Regions from separate parts of the Triticum aestivum genome. Here region 2 is linked to region 1. Evidence: chromatin contacts called from public Hi-C data. All regions are on one chromosome and are shown on one strand. The core of a region is the stretch at or near the end of the contact, and the rest is flanking DNA. Distances in the headings are between cores, read along the strand shown.

Evidence for each region. Hi-C and Micro-C count contacts between places; a contact is called where the count stands out from the background.
Region 2: a contact with region 1 is called in a Hi-C map of leaf, with 6 times the contacts expected there. The contact joins the promoter of LOC123128568 here to the promoter of LOC123128562 in region 1. A contact is called at or near these places in 2 of 5 Hi-C or Micro-C datasets (both in leaf).

The regions. Positions count from the first base shown.
Region 1 is chr6A:565,723,884-565,730,867 of IWGSC CS RefSeq v2.1, reverse strand. LOC123128562 (transmembrane emp24 domain-containing protein p24delta3) reads right to left here and starts at 1,913. Exons shown (of 4, transcript XM_044548598.1): 1 at 1,606-1,913; 2 at 299-508; 3 at 117-193. The coding sequence starts at 1,809.
Region 2 is chr6A:566,163,647-566,170,101 of IWGSC CS RefSeq v2.1, reverse strand. LOC123128568 (mitochondrial phosphate carrier protein 3, mitochondrial) reads right to left here and starts at 2,552. Exons shown (of 6, transcript XM_044548605.1): 1 at 2,107-2,552; 2 at 643-1,004; 3 at 507-550. The coding sequence starts at 2,433.

The DNA of each region.
Region 1 (6,984 bases), core at 664-3,163:
GTTAGCCATTTTCTAGCAGACAGCAGTCATACACCAAAAGCTTTAGAAAGTTAAAAGCCTCAGTTCAAGCAACAAACGATATTGCCTGAAACTTATGTCAAGTGTGGAAGACTTGCCTTGCTTTGAGGTATACCATGTTCTGATGAATCGACTGTACAGCCACTTCAAGCTTCCTAAGCTCTAGTTCTACGCCCTACAAAAATATTCATATTGCACACAATTAGAGACATGAGCAATACATGAAACTGGACCCCAGCGAGACCTGACTGATCGGTGGTTTGGCAATTCATAGCCTCACCTCTATTTTTTCCTTCTTAGCGATAGCATCCCAATCCTTTGTTGCAATTCCAGTCTTCCAATCAAGATTTACAGATACGCCTGATCCTTTCTCTGCACTATCTATCCAGAAGCAGGCAAGGAAGTTTCCAGCTTCCGAGGTTGTGAATGCAAATTGACCAACTGTAATGTTTCCACTTTCATGTAAGGTGTACCCATATGGTGAAGTAACCTGCAGAAAGCACAAGCATTTACAGAACTGTAACAAAGGAGAGTGCAAATCAAGCAAATTCTTAAGCTCACGCGGTTGGACTATAGGACTAATTCTTCCACTATTATACTGCAAATTGTCTTGATGAGTAAAAAAAAAAGCTGGCCAAGTTCTTAATGATAAGAAGCTAACATTTATTCATCAGCTGCAGGACTAAGTACTGTTCAACATGTAGCACAAATCAAAGTAAATTTTCCAATCACAGCAGAAAATATGGGTAAAACATCTGATCATGCTTCTAGATAGTTTTCAGTTATAGTGACAAACAATGGGCCATGGATGCAATATATCTGATCACGAAATAAACAATCTCTTCACATAACTAAAGCTATAAGATTCGACATATACGTCCATATAAAGTAGCATCAAATGTGTCTACTTGTTTGCAAGCTTGCACATTAAGTCTGCCCTTTATTTAATTTGCTCTGTCATTCCTTTTGCAACGATGCATTCTTATTAGTCACCTTTTTTACGCCTCACACCCATGAGATCTTATAAATAAAGAAGTCGGTAGAAAAGCAAATTCAGAATCCTGTGAGCCGAATCAGCCGGTTTATATATATGCTGCGGCGAGTGATGTCCTGGAAGGAAACCACCATGGCTTTAGACAGAAGGAATCACCGAATCAACATGGTTCAATTAACCAGAGAAATCTAGTGATCTCATCGGACCGAGCACCACAGCGTCATCGACTTAAAGAGCCGAGCAAATCTTGTTAAAAAATAGCAGCCAGATATTCTAGAACCATCATTCATTCTACTGTCGTCATATCGCACAATGAAAAACATATCTGAATAGACTGAACCATATGAGCACTGCGACATCATTCACACTAGCTCCGGTTCCAATCAACCGTAAATCTGCGTGCCGCGGCAGCCGCAGGCCGCAGCAAAACCAGGACCTCTATACCGCTGCTCCCCCCGACACACAAATCTAGTACCGCGTGATCAACTTGATTCGTCCAGATTATCGATCCGAGATAAATGAAAGCAATCCATCGCGCAGTGGAATCTATCTATCTGTATGGAGCACGAGGCGGGTAGGCAGCGATGGATTACCTTGACGGCGATGGTGGGGTGGGCGGAGGGGTGGGACTCGTACATGAGGGCGTAGTCGGCGAGCACCACCACGTTGGCCTGGATCTCCTCCGACACGCACTTGGTCCCGGTCTGCGGCATGTCGAGCCACACGGCCTCCGCGCAGATGGACGCGGCGGCGAGCAGCAGGGCCGCCGCGAGGGCTAGCGCCGCCGGCGCGGGCATCGCCGCCGATCTGGGAATCTCCGCCTCGCGGTGTCGGGCTCGGGGCTTTGGGGAGGGGGAGGGAGCTGCAGTCGTGTGGGGTGGGCGATGACGTGGGTGGGAGGCTCAGTCCTGGCGGCCGTGCTACGGGGGATAAGCTAGGGGCATATCTGGAATTCTTTACTTCGGTTTTTTTTTTGAGCAAATTCTTTACTTCGGCTGAGGGTGCACGTTTTTTTTAGGGGCGGCTGAAGGTGCAGGTGAAGTAGTCTGGTTGTGTGATGGGCTGATGGCTCTGCCTCTATGGTAAGTGGGCCTGGGGACAGGGAGTTTTAGCTCCCAAGCTCAGTAAACATTAAATTTTCCCCTAAAAAGCAAAAATTAAATTTTAATAATAAAAAAATACTGAAAAGTCATTTTGCCAAACAGAATTGAGTGTCCTGCATTCATATACATTTAGGTGAAAAAATGACATTCGTGGTGCTGTGTAAAAAAAAATATGTGCTCCGAAAAGGTTATTTGTTAAGTTTTTTGGGGCACCATTTGTTTCTCCGAGTGTTATGAATGTCAGTTCATCACATTTTTTTTGCATGTATGTACAACACTTGAACATGTTTGTTGTAAAAAAAACCAGTTTTTTTGTTGCTATTTCTTTTAAATTTGTTGTTCATCCATCGCTTATGACTCAAGCTGGTGACGCGGATGGTGCAGCCATCAAAGCAACATTTTTTTTGCTGCCGTTGTAGCCAAATATACCATTCTTTTTTTTGCCAGGGTGACAACCCTGAAGTTAGTTGGAAACAAACATACCGTCTGACCATGAAGATATTATTCACATACCTAATTCATACTAAATTTTCTTTAAAAAAATATTTATCCATGTGTATTTAAATATGTATTAAAAAATTATAGACTATAGACACATGTCTTAGGGGTTCCATGTCTTAGTAGCATGGAAGCATTTAGGAGACAGGAGCACCTCGTATTTTCTCCATTTCAGTATCTCTATTCCGGACTGGGATGGTGATTAGTCAACAAAGATATAAACCCTCTGTCTCATAATATGAAAGCGTTAGTGTAAAAAATGCTCTTATATTACGGAACAGAGGGAGTATTTTTTATCCCCGCAACCTCATTCATCTTTTTTTTAATGAATCAAAGAGGTTGTAAGCTAGAAAAACTAAACCCGTATACAACACCGGTGCTAACACATGTGGCTCAAGGAAAAAAGTTGTTTCTTTATGACACTGGTTTGCGCAGGTGCTTTGGAAGGGGTATCAGAAGCAAAGTTTAGCTTCCTAATGCTTAGGGGAGATAACCGTTATCCTGATTTCACGGGTGCTACAATCAATCGCTATTAAGCACCCATGCGAAGCACTCTTTTTAGAGGAAAATGGCTTTTGTCCCGGACCCGCTTCCATTTCATCGAAATAAAACCATACAGATATGTGAAGCACTCTGCGTTGTAGACAAACTTTATTTTTTGATGTAATAACATTCTCTCTTCAAGCACCGGTGCATAAGCATCCAACACTATACACGGCCTAAGTGTGCTGCTCACTTTGGCTAACACTTGTCATTGCCCATTGGTGACACTTTTTTCCTTCGACTGTATAGTACTCCCTCAATATCGTGTTAAAAAACATATTATATTTTCATACGGAGGGAGTACTTTTCCATTGATTGAAAACCCTCGGAGAAAATGATCACATAAACAAAGAAATTATACGGTATGAAATAGCAAAAAAGCTGACTAGTTCGATTCTAAAAAAACTGATAATAGATATTTTATTCTGCAAGAGATATTGAGATATTCAATATGTGAATCAGATTGGATTTTGACACTGACGGCTTACGTTGGTTGACATGGGAGCGTTTGCCGAAAGCTCTCTGCAGTCTGACGCATGAGCTGATCCGCGAAAAGGAAACGTAACAGAATCCTCGAGACGTCAGAGTGCCGAACGAAGCATATATGCGAACCTCGTCACTCGAAGCTAATACCAGAAGTAAGTTTCACGCGTAACGTCGACGCGAACAGAAGCTTCAGCTTGAATCTGTCGGACAGTCCCGGCTACATGCATGCCAGAATCAGTTCGGCGTTCTGATCCATCTCCCGCTCGATCTCTCCAAGAAACCATGTCGATCCATCGATCGATCGACCAAGGAGGTCCTGAATATCTCTTCACTCACGCACGAGGAAGATAGGGAGGTACTGTGCTACCGTGAGTGTGACACAAAGAAGATGAAGAACTAACTTGGCCTGCTTGCCGGCGGCTCCGACGATCCGGGCATATATGGTGGTTACTTTTGATTGATTGGTTTACTCTCTCTTTTTGCGGGAGTGATTGATTGATCAGATTTGCTAGAACTCATCTAAATGAGATTTAATTTGGTCTCATTCATCTTTTATAGCCATTGGATGTGGTGCTATAAAATGCGTGTGTGCTGACGTGGGTTGTATCCGTTCTTATTTTCCAGGTGAATGAGACTAAATTACGTCTCATCTAGATGAGTTCTAGGTACTCCCTTGATTGATGTACCCGGACGAGACGTCTGGGATTCGCTTCTATTCGACCGCTTTCGGTGTCAGTCACGCGTGTGTGCGACTGTGCGTGTACGCGCAACACTGCCCTTCGTTGTCATGGATGAGCCACTCTCCAAGTTGCTAGTAGAATTCTGAGGTTGGGTTCGGTTGACTTTTGTTTTCGAGAGTAGAATACACCACTACTCCCTCTCGTTTCATAATATAAAATTATTTTTTAAACAGCCTTTCGCCCTGCTGTATTAATAGAGCAACCATCCGATACATCTGCAAGACCATTGCTGAGGCAAACACCACAATCAAGCTCAAAAAAAAACCCAAGAGAAACAAATGCCGGCAGTGTAGAATTGATGTAAGTGACGATTTCCTGTAACTGTTGCGGCCTCCGAAGGATTCTCACCACGCTCCTATGCCTCTGAATTGCTGTGTGCCAAGCAACACATTCAAGAAGGACTGTGGCAACATCGACGCTGTTGCCCGAACGGATCCTAGGATTTCTCCCGGTACACGGGGGAGTGGGGGAAGGGGTACACCCGACGCCCTTCAAGAAGGGAGGCGACGCCCACTGGCGTCATCGCGCCGGTGCCAACAAGATCCAACAGGGATTTCTCCGACCCCCACACGGCCACAACCCCGAACCAACCATCGGCTCCACCATACTTGCCGCCCACCAGTGTGTGCCAACACAGTCTTAAAGTCCTCGTCGACGTCTCACCATGGCAAACGCTGCGATGTCGGCCGGACCTAGACGAAACACCCGTAGACGGGGGACGACAGTACCGTAGCCACGTGGGAGGGAACAACCTCCACCGGCTCAAGCGGTAGTAGACCGGACATATCAATAGGAGCACACCAGGCCAACAACCTAGCCGGGCCCAGATTGGGCCCGTGAAGCTCCCGCCGCCGCACTGCAGCAAATGCGTCACTGTCGCCATCGCCCCCATTGCGAGTCGCTCGTCAGTCCAACAGGAGGCGACACGCCGAAGCCCATATCAGCCTATCCTGATCCAGATCGCACCCAAAAGGGCCCAGATCTGGGTCTACAAAGGAGTGCCCGCTAGGTCTCGCACGAAACCGCCACCGCCGCTAAGTGGCTGCGCCTTCACCTCGCCACCACCCTGGCCTTTGCCTGAACGCCGGAGACCGAGCTACACCACCACCAGGTCACGCCATCCCAGGCTGAGCACCCGCGATGGGAATGAAGCCAGGGCGCCCGCCAATGCCGCACCTTGGAAGCCCTCCACGTGACCACCGGAGCCAGGGGCCATCGCCGCCAGCCACCAGTGACGTGCCACCGTGCCCTTTGCCAGCACCGTGCCGCCGTTCGCGGAGCCCGTCCCGTGCCTAGCCCCGACGAACGCGGAGGAGAAACCGCCCCGCCGCCACCGCCAGCAGGGCTTCACCCGCCAGTGCGCTCCGGCGGCGGCGAGGGAAGGGGGGAGGGGAGGAGGCTGAGACTGGCGACGACTAGGGTTAGCTCCCCATCGCTCGCGGGAGCGACATGGGGTGCGGGGGTTGGTGTGTCCAGGTTGTTTGCAATATAAGAGCGTTTTGACAATATACTCTCTCCATCCCATAATATAAGGGCATTATTGTAAAAAACGCTCTTATATTATGGGACGGACGGAGTAGTAATTGACAGGAGTGTAGTTCTTTTTTTCAGGGACAACGAGGGCAATTTCACCTCTTCTTTTTAACCATCCATGTTTCGTTGACACTCTCTATTTCTAAGATTGCATAAGATCAATACACGCTCTGGTTGGCCACTAGTATGGATCTGATCCATGGCATGGAGCAAAAAGATGCAATATTTTCTTCATACTTGGTTTCATGAGCACGAGAATTTCAAGTCATACTGTGACGAACTCGTACGCAATCATGAGGCAAAGTCACTCAACCATCAATGATATACCATCCAAGAGGTCGTGAGCAAGTATTGTGGCCATTTGAAACAACCACTTGGTCGGAGGCCAAGTGGTGCGCAAATCATCGAGTAAATAAGTTGTTATATATGTTGGTCATTTGGCCGGATATGTAACTTGTTGACAATGTTTTTCTTTATAGCCCTCCCGTGCGTGCAATGTGTTCTTGAAGGTGGAGAAGAGGAACTTCATCCTCATGCATTGTTGGTTGAAGTTGAGAGGGGAACCCAAGTGAAATTAATACATTGTCAATTACATCAAGAACGCCGGCTTCAACACCGAGGAAGCAGCGGGTGATACAACCAACCAACAAAAAAGATGCCCAAGAAGGTTACAAAAGGGTTCCGGAGAAAGAAGTGAGACGAGGAGAAGAAGAAGCGTGAAGGGGTTGTGACCAAGATAACGATGATATTAGAGGACATCTTGGCAAAGAAGGAGGAGTCATGTGTCAAGTGCTCCGACATCAAGAAAGAAAAAAAAGTATAAGAAGTTTAACATCTTGATGGCGGCGAACGATAAGAAGCTTAAGCTCAAATAGAAGCAGATCATGGTAGGCCTAGATGCATGCATGCATGACGTTCTCTGTTAAAGCCCATCTCTATTCATTCCATATGTCGACACAAGCATCGATCAATGAAGAAAGTCTAAACTAATTAACGAGATACGTGGTTGGAGTCCTCGGAAGTCTCACACAAGGGACATGTCCTATCACTGAGGCCATTCTGCTTTAAA
Region 2 (6,455 bases), core at 1,303-3,802, 440 kb before region 1:
ATTGGCAAACATATAACAGACATGTGGATTCAAAATGTTCTGCCATAACCAATTTACAATAGACAAAAGTTGTCAAGTTCAGTAGATATCAGACTAGATACAGGCATACAGTAATGTCCATATTTATTTTTTTGCGAGAGAAGTGAATTTTGGAGTTTCAGCTAAAAACTACCATCACAACTGTGGAGTGAATGACTCTAAGGAGTCAATGAATAATGCCCATAAGCTAAGCAACAAATAGAAATGGTAAAACGAATATAGAATAGCATCAGCATGGTTGGCCATCAATAGGATAGAAGAATGCTCATACAGGAGAAGAGAAAGTTACTCTACAAAACATCACCAATTGGCATATCAAAGAAAACACAACAGTGCCAATCAGATGAAACAGGAGACCAGCTTTTGAGCATTTGGTGGTACCAAAGCAGGCCACATTTGTGAAACAATCATAGGAGTGACTATTCATATTAAAAGAGTATAACAGAATGATAAGAGACAGCACTTACAAGGAATCTGGCGACCCCAGAGCGGAACAATGCCCTTGTAGAGCCTGGCATTATTAACAAATAAAAGTTAGGGCATAGGATCAGGGTAAGAAAAGAAAATCATTAAGTTTTTAAGTTGGCTGGCAGATTTACTTACCCAGCAGCACCCTCAGCTTTGATGAACTTGGGAAGCCCATCACTCAACCCACGAGCAAATCCAGGCTGTGTCTGCACACGGACCTTGACAGCTTCAAAGGGGCACAGAGCAATATCAGCAATTACCTCAGCAGAAGCTGACCCTGCAAGGTAAATCAGGGTCTTGTACTTCACAGCATTCTCAGGCCCAGCCATATCTGAGTAGGTCTTCTTAAAGAACTCGTAGAACCCAAACTTGCAAGCCCCCTGAGCACTGTAACCAAGCAAGGTAGGCACCCATCCCCTGAAGAATCCCCTAGCTCCTTGCTCCTTTAACAGAACACCAAATCCAGATGAGATGCTCTTGTATTTCGCCGGGTCAATCTGGAACAATTGATAGGAATGTATTAGGTCCAAAATACTTACTTGAAACCTATCGACACTTCACAAGTTGCAGCTTAAAATGTCCATAGAGTCCTAATACCTCAAACAGTAATCACAAATCATAATGTCCATATGAATCTTAACAACCTCAAACAGTAATCACAAATCAGAGTAGATGGTACTTCAATTACAATGCTAGCTGGAATATATGAAATTAAAAAGAAACGAATCAACGGTCTTCAATACAAGATGGATAAGCATTAAGATTGATCAACAATACTGAAAAAAAAAAACATTAGATGATCAATTTGCTGAACTTTAGTCAGATGTGACTTGTTTAGGCAGCTGAACACAAATTGATAATGGCCTGCTGCCCTACAGTTGGGACTGAATTTCCATGACTGAGCGGTTCACTCTAAAGGAACAACATTACACACTGGGGCAGTTTCCTTCACCTGAGTCACCTCACTCTAGAAACATAAAGCATGAAGTACAGGTAAAGTGATCACAGGTTAGTAACATCTCATTCACGCATAGACTTGAAATTAACTCACGCCTGAATGGCATAAGAGCTAACACTAGCACAGACCTGATTTTATACTGATCTTAGTAAAAGCCTAAGAATTGCACATTCATCACCATAATTTGTACTACTACAATACTGTACCAAGTAAAAGCCTAAGAATTACATATTCATCAACATAATTTGTACCACTCCGATGAGAAAAGCACATAATAGACTTGACATTAACTGGGCTAATCTGTGCTTAGCAAGCAATGAAATGCATCTACTGGAACTGCGGTCCACTCAACTGCAAGCGTGTACTAGTAGTCACCAGTTCCTAACAAAGCACGGCAAGCACATCTGCGCCAACATAAAGCATACGGGAGAACAGAACAAGACATAAATCCTTGCCAGCACCAAACTACACGGTCGGAGACACGGAAACTGGCCAGATTCATGCATCCAGATCGCGAAATGCCTGCCTAGATGACGGAGATCGAAATCCGCATCCGCATCGAACCTACCGACCAGATCTACGCCGAATCCTTCGAGAACTGAACCCGAGACGCGCGTGGGAGCACAGATCTAGGCCCTCACCTGCATGTTGCACTTGACGAGGTCGAGCGGGGTGACGGCCATGTGGGTGAGCCCGCAGCTGGCGATCCCCCCGGCGGTGCAGGCGGCGTAGAAGGCGGGAGAGTACATCTCTATCTTCTCGTTGGGCGCGCGGATCGAGAAGGGCCTGCCGCCCCCGACCCCGCCAGCGCCGACGAGGCCAGCAGCCGGGGCCGCGGCGGGCGAGGCGGGCGCCTGGTAGGGCGACGGGGAGGAGGGGAAGCGCGGGGAGGCGGCGGCGGCGAAGGAGCGCGGGGAGTAGAGGAAGCTGGGGAGGAGCGAGTCGCGGGAGAGGTCGGAGAGCGCCATCGCCGCCGGGCCGGGAGATCCGGGCGCGGATTCGCGGGGGGCTGCGGCGCTGGCGATGCTTTCCGAGCTCTCCTCTCCCTTGGCGTGGCGATGTTCGCGTGGATTTGACGGGGGTGCGGCGAGGCCCGAATATATGGAGGCGCTGCGCGTCCCCAACTTGTTGATTATTATTAGGGTATTGGTGGTGGGCTCGCTGGCTGCGGGGCCCGGCGGCAGTGTCCAGTGTGGTTGGTTGGTGCCTGGCATCTGGGGCGTGGATGGTACGCGTTCTTTTCTTCTTCTTTTTTTCATTTTTCAAAGAGGAAACAATGGGAAGTGAAGAAAGCTTTGGGTGTTTTTGGTCTGGCCGGAGTCGTTGCTGCTTTCCCGGAAAAAGAGTCGTGGCCGCTTTCTGGGGTCGTAAATGTGGAATTACGCCTTGCTAATCGCGGCGCGGGTCGCCGTCGCGGAATATGCAGCTGAATATTCCGAGGGGGAGGGGCGCGGCATTGTTCCGCCCGCCCGCCCGCCCGCACATGTGGTCGCGGAGGGGGACGAGCCGCCGGAGTGGATGGGCCCCTGCGTGGGCCGTGTGGCCATGTCCAGCGTCCACGGCGAGCTTGTTCTCCCGTGTCGGTGCACCTTATTTGCGGTCTCTCCTTCAAGGCCGGCACATGCAGAGGTACTGTAGATGGGAGTATTATTAATTTACTTCCAGAAAAGCACAAGTCAAATGAAAGCAACTTCCAGCGAAAGGGGGAGAGCGTTGCTTGTCTGTTGGGGCAACGGTTTGTTGCCGGCCGCCTGGCCCCGGGATGAAACCACCTCAAGCCGGGGCCAAGGGCTGCTTCAACAAACGCAGAGCGCGAGATGGTGTTTCGGCCGTCTCAAGACGTGGTTTTATTTTCAATGACTTTATTATGTTGCAAGATAGATGAGCTTTTGTGTAGGCACCATCTAGTTAACGGTCCGAAAGGCATGCTCGTTAATTCCCCCAGTAGTATCTGGAATATCTTCGCATGACAACCGTCTGACATCTCTAGTGTCTCGCCGAGCACTCCCTTGTAACATTAGAAAAAGAGTCTGTCCATTTTTTTTCACCCGCAAAAAAAAAGAAAAAGAGTCTGTCCGGTCAGGCGATTCATTGAACTGTACTGCAGGGCTATGGGGGGCAGAAATACTTCATGCAAAATGTTTCACACCCTAACTGGTTTGCCAACCACGTCATGGTGCCGAAGACGAACAAGACTCGGCGCGTGTGTGTTGACTACATCGACATTAACAAGGTGTGCCCCCAAGGACCTATCCCCCTGCACGGACCCAGGTGATTGATTCAACTGCAGGGTGTCAGCTTCTATCGTTTATGGATGCCTACTCGAGCTATCACCATATACGATTGAAGGAGTTCCACCAGTAGGCGACTTTCTTCGTCACACCATACATACGCTTATGCTATGTCACAACGCCCTTCGGGCCTCAAGAACGCTGGCGCCACCTACCAGCTGACAATTCATACAAGGTCACCTAGTTCAGTCTTAAGTCAAACTGTTTTTAGTTCAACCAAGTTTGTAGAGAAAAAAATTATCAACATATACAATATCCTATTAATAACCTTACGAAGACATATTTCATGATTGATATCATGATATTCCTTTCGTATACTAATTTTTTTCTGCAAACTTGGTCAAACATAAAAGAATTTTGACTTGATACACTATGAAGTGGATTTTTATACAGTGATGGACGGAATATCAAACAAGAGCCAAATGGCTAGGCGTAGTTTATTACCATCATGGTGACAGATTCAAGTAGGCCTTTGCTAATGTTGTTACATGAAACCTGCTAATCTTAGTTCCATACAGTTGGATGTTATCGAAGCCATTTGTCATTTTGACCTAAGAAGCTAAGCACACATGCTACATCCACAAGTATGTGGTAAGAAACATTGGCATTCATCTAGAAGATCAAGGGAGTGGAAATGAAACCTTGTCTTGTCTTCGATGAATGTGAAATTCAAAGATTTCGTTTCATTGTAGCAGAAAACCTGACCTTGGATTTGAGCAAGTTCTTAGAAATTAGTACCGTCGCCACCCTTTCTTTTGGATTTTTGTATTGACTTTCGGAATCATAATTTACTTTCTCGTATTCTTTTTTTGTGTAAATATCCACCAGCATTTGTACTATATTTTGGCAAAACTAAAACATGATTAAATTATTTCCGTCATAGTTAAGCCATTACATTTCAATCATAGTTAACAACATGGTCTTAACTTGTGGCTTGGTGATTCTAGGTAAAAGGTTGATGCAAATCTGATGGCATTGGCGATTTACCATATATATAGGATGAAAACTAAATTCAAGGAATCTACTATTCATAGGTTATTCTTGTTATTACTCAAAAGATAGAGACATCACAAAATGTGCTAACATATGTAATGATGCTATAATACGATGTAGAAGGGTCGTCGTAGCAGTTTGTCTACCATCATTAGAGGGTGAAGCTTCGAGGTGGAATCGTTCTCTGGATAATCATTATGTCATAAATTGGGAAGAACTAAGTGGTGAATTTCGTATGAAGTTTTATTTTGTCCATCAAATACATGTTGATATAAATTACATATGTTACTTTTGGCCATGGATCTAGATTTGGGGAGACTAGCGACGCTCTTTCTCAAATTCCCCAATCATGAGCTTTTTGATAAAACTATTGCTTCTAACTTTTGTGCAAGCCTTCCCGCTCTTGGCGGGGAAAGACTTCATATCTCTTCTAAAGGGTGCTTTAATAATAAAATTGTTGAAGAAGCTTGTGATCTTATTATTCGTTCATTCCAATAGAGAAACATGGAAAATGGATAAAGTTAACAAAGGAGGTAGAAATTTTGAGTATGAATGCATTAAGATTTTTTTTTCTGAAACTGATGTATTGATTCTGAAGAACTTGTTAATCTTTTTGAATCCTTTGCTTCTCATATAAATATTACTAAGACTAGCTTGGAGAAATGTCATGAACCATTTAAAGATGTCTCTAGGGAAAGAAATAATATTGATAAAGAAATCTATGTTAGCACTGTCAAAATAGTGGAACCTATTGAATATGTTGAGACCATGTTTCCCATGAAAATGAGAGAGCATATGTTCACTTCCACTGTTAAGAGTAAACGGGGGAATAATTGCAACACTCCTTATGAGCAAATAAAGCACAACATAATGTAGCTAAGACTGAAGAATTAATGTTGCTCTCTCGTAAGAGTGGTTGGTTACCTGTAAGTGCATCTAGTGCCCCTTAGTGATTTTGATGTATTGAAGACTTATAGGTTAAGGGACTAATGCGTTTGTGAGTGTACACAGGTCTATAAGTCTATGAGGAGCTTGATATTTATAGAGAAAGTCAACCCCTAAAAATGAATGTCTTCAACTAAAGACTTTGGATTTCTGAAGACTTTGAAGATGAAGAAATTGGTGTGACCGTGAAGACTTGGTATTCATGCGAGAAACATGAAGCGTGAAGACTTTTGTTTTTGTAGTTTCATTTTCTCTTTCTTGAGTCATAGGAAACACTGTACTGTTAAAGGGGGTCGAGGAAAAACTGAGGAAAAGTTTCCAAGTGATGCTCAACTCAAAATCCTACACCTACCAATCCCTTCGAGTGAATCCATTGAAAATCTCATATAGTTCAGTCAATTTCTTCAGTGACAGAGACAAAGTTCTTCTGGTCTCTGAGGAATTTGTTTTGACTGAGGAGTTAGAAATTCGCCAGTGCGGATCACCTACAAGTGAGGAACATGATAGCCCTAAGGAATTTGAGCCTCAAATTTCCGCCCATTGTTGTGCTACGAGCCAGCTGTCCTAAAATATCTACCCAGCTAACGGTCATATCATTGAAGGGCATTTATATCTTATCATGTCGGGCTGTTCCCTAGGCTATAAATAGCCGCCCCCTACAACCACTAGTTGGTTGGCTGCTCCGAGAGAAACTGGCACTTGTCATTGAGAGCATCCCATCCTCCAAGGACTTTGAGCGAAAATCATCAAGTGAGGAAAAC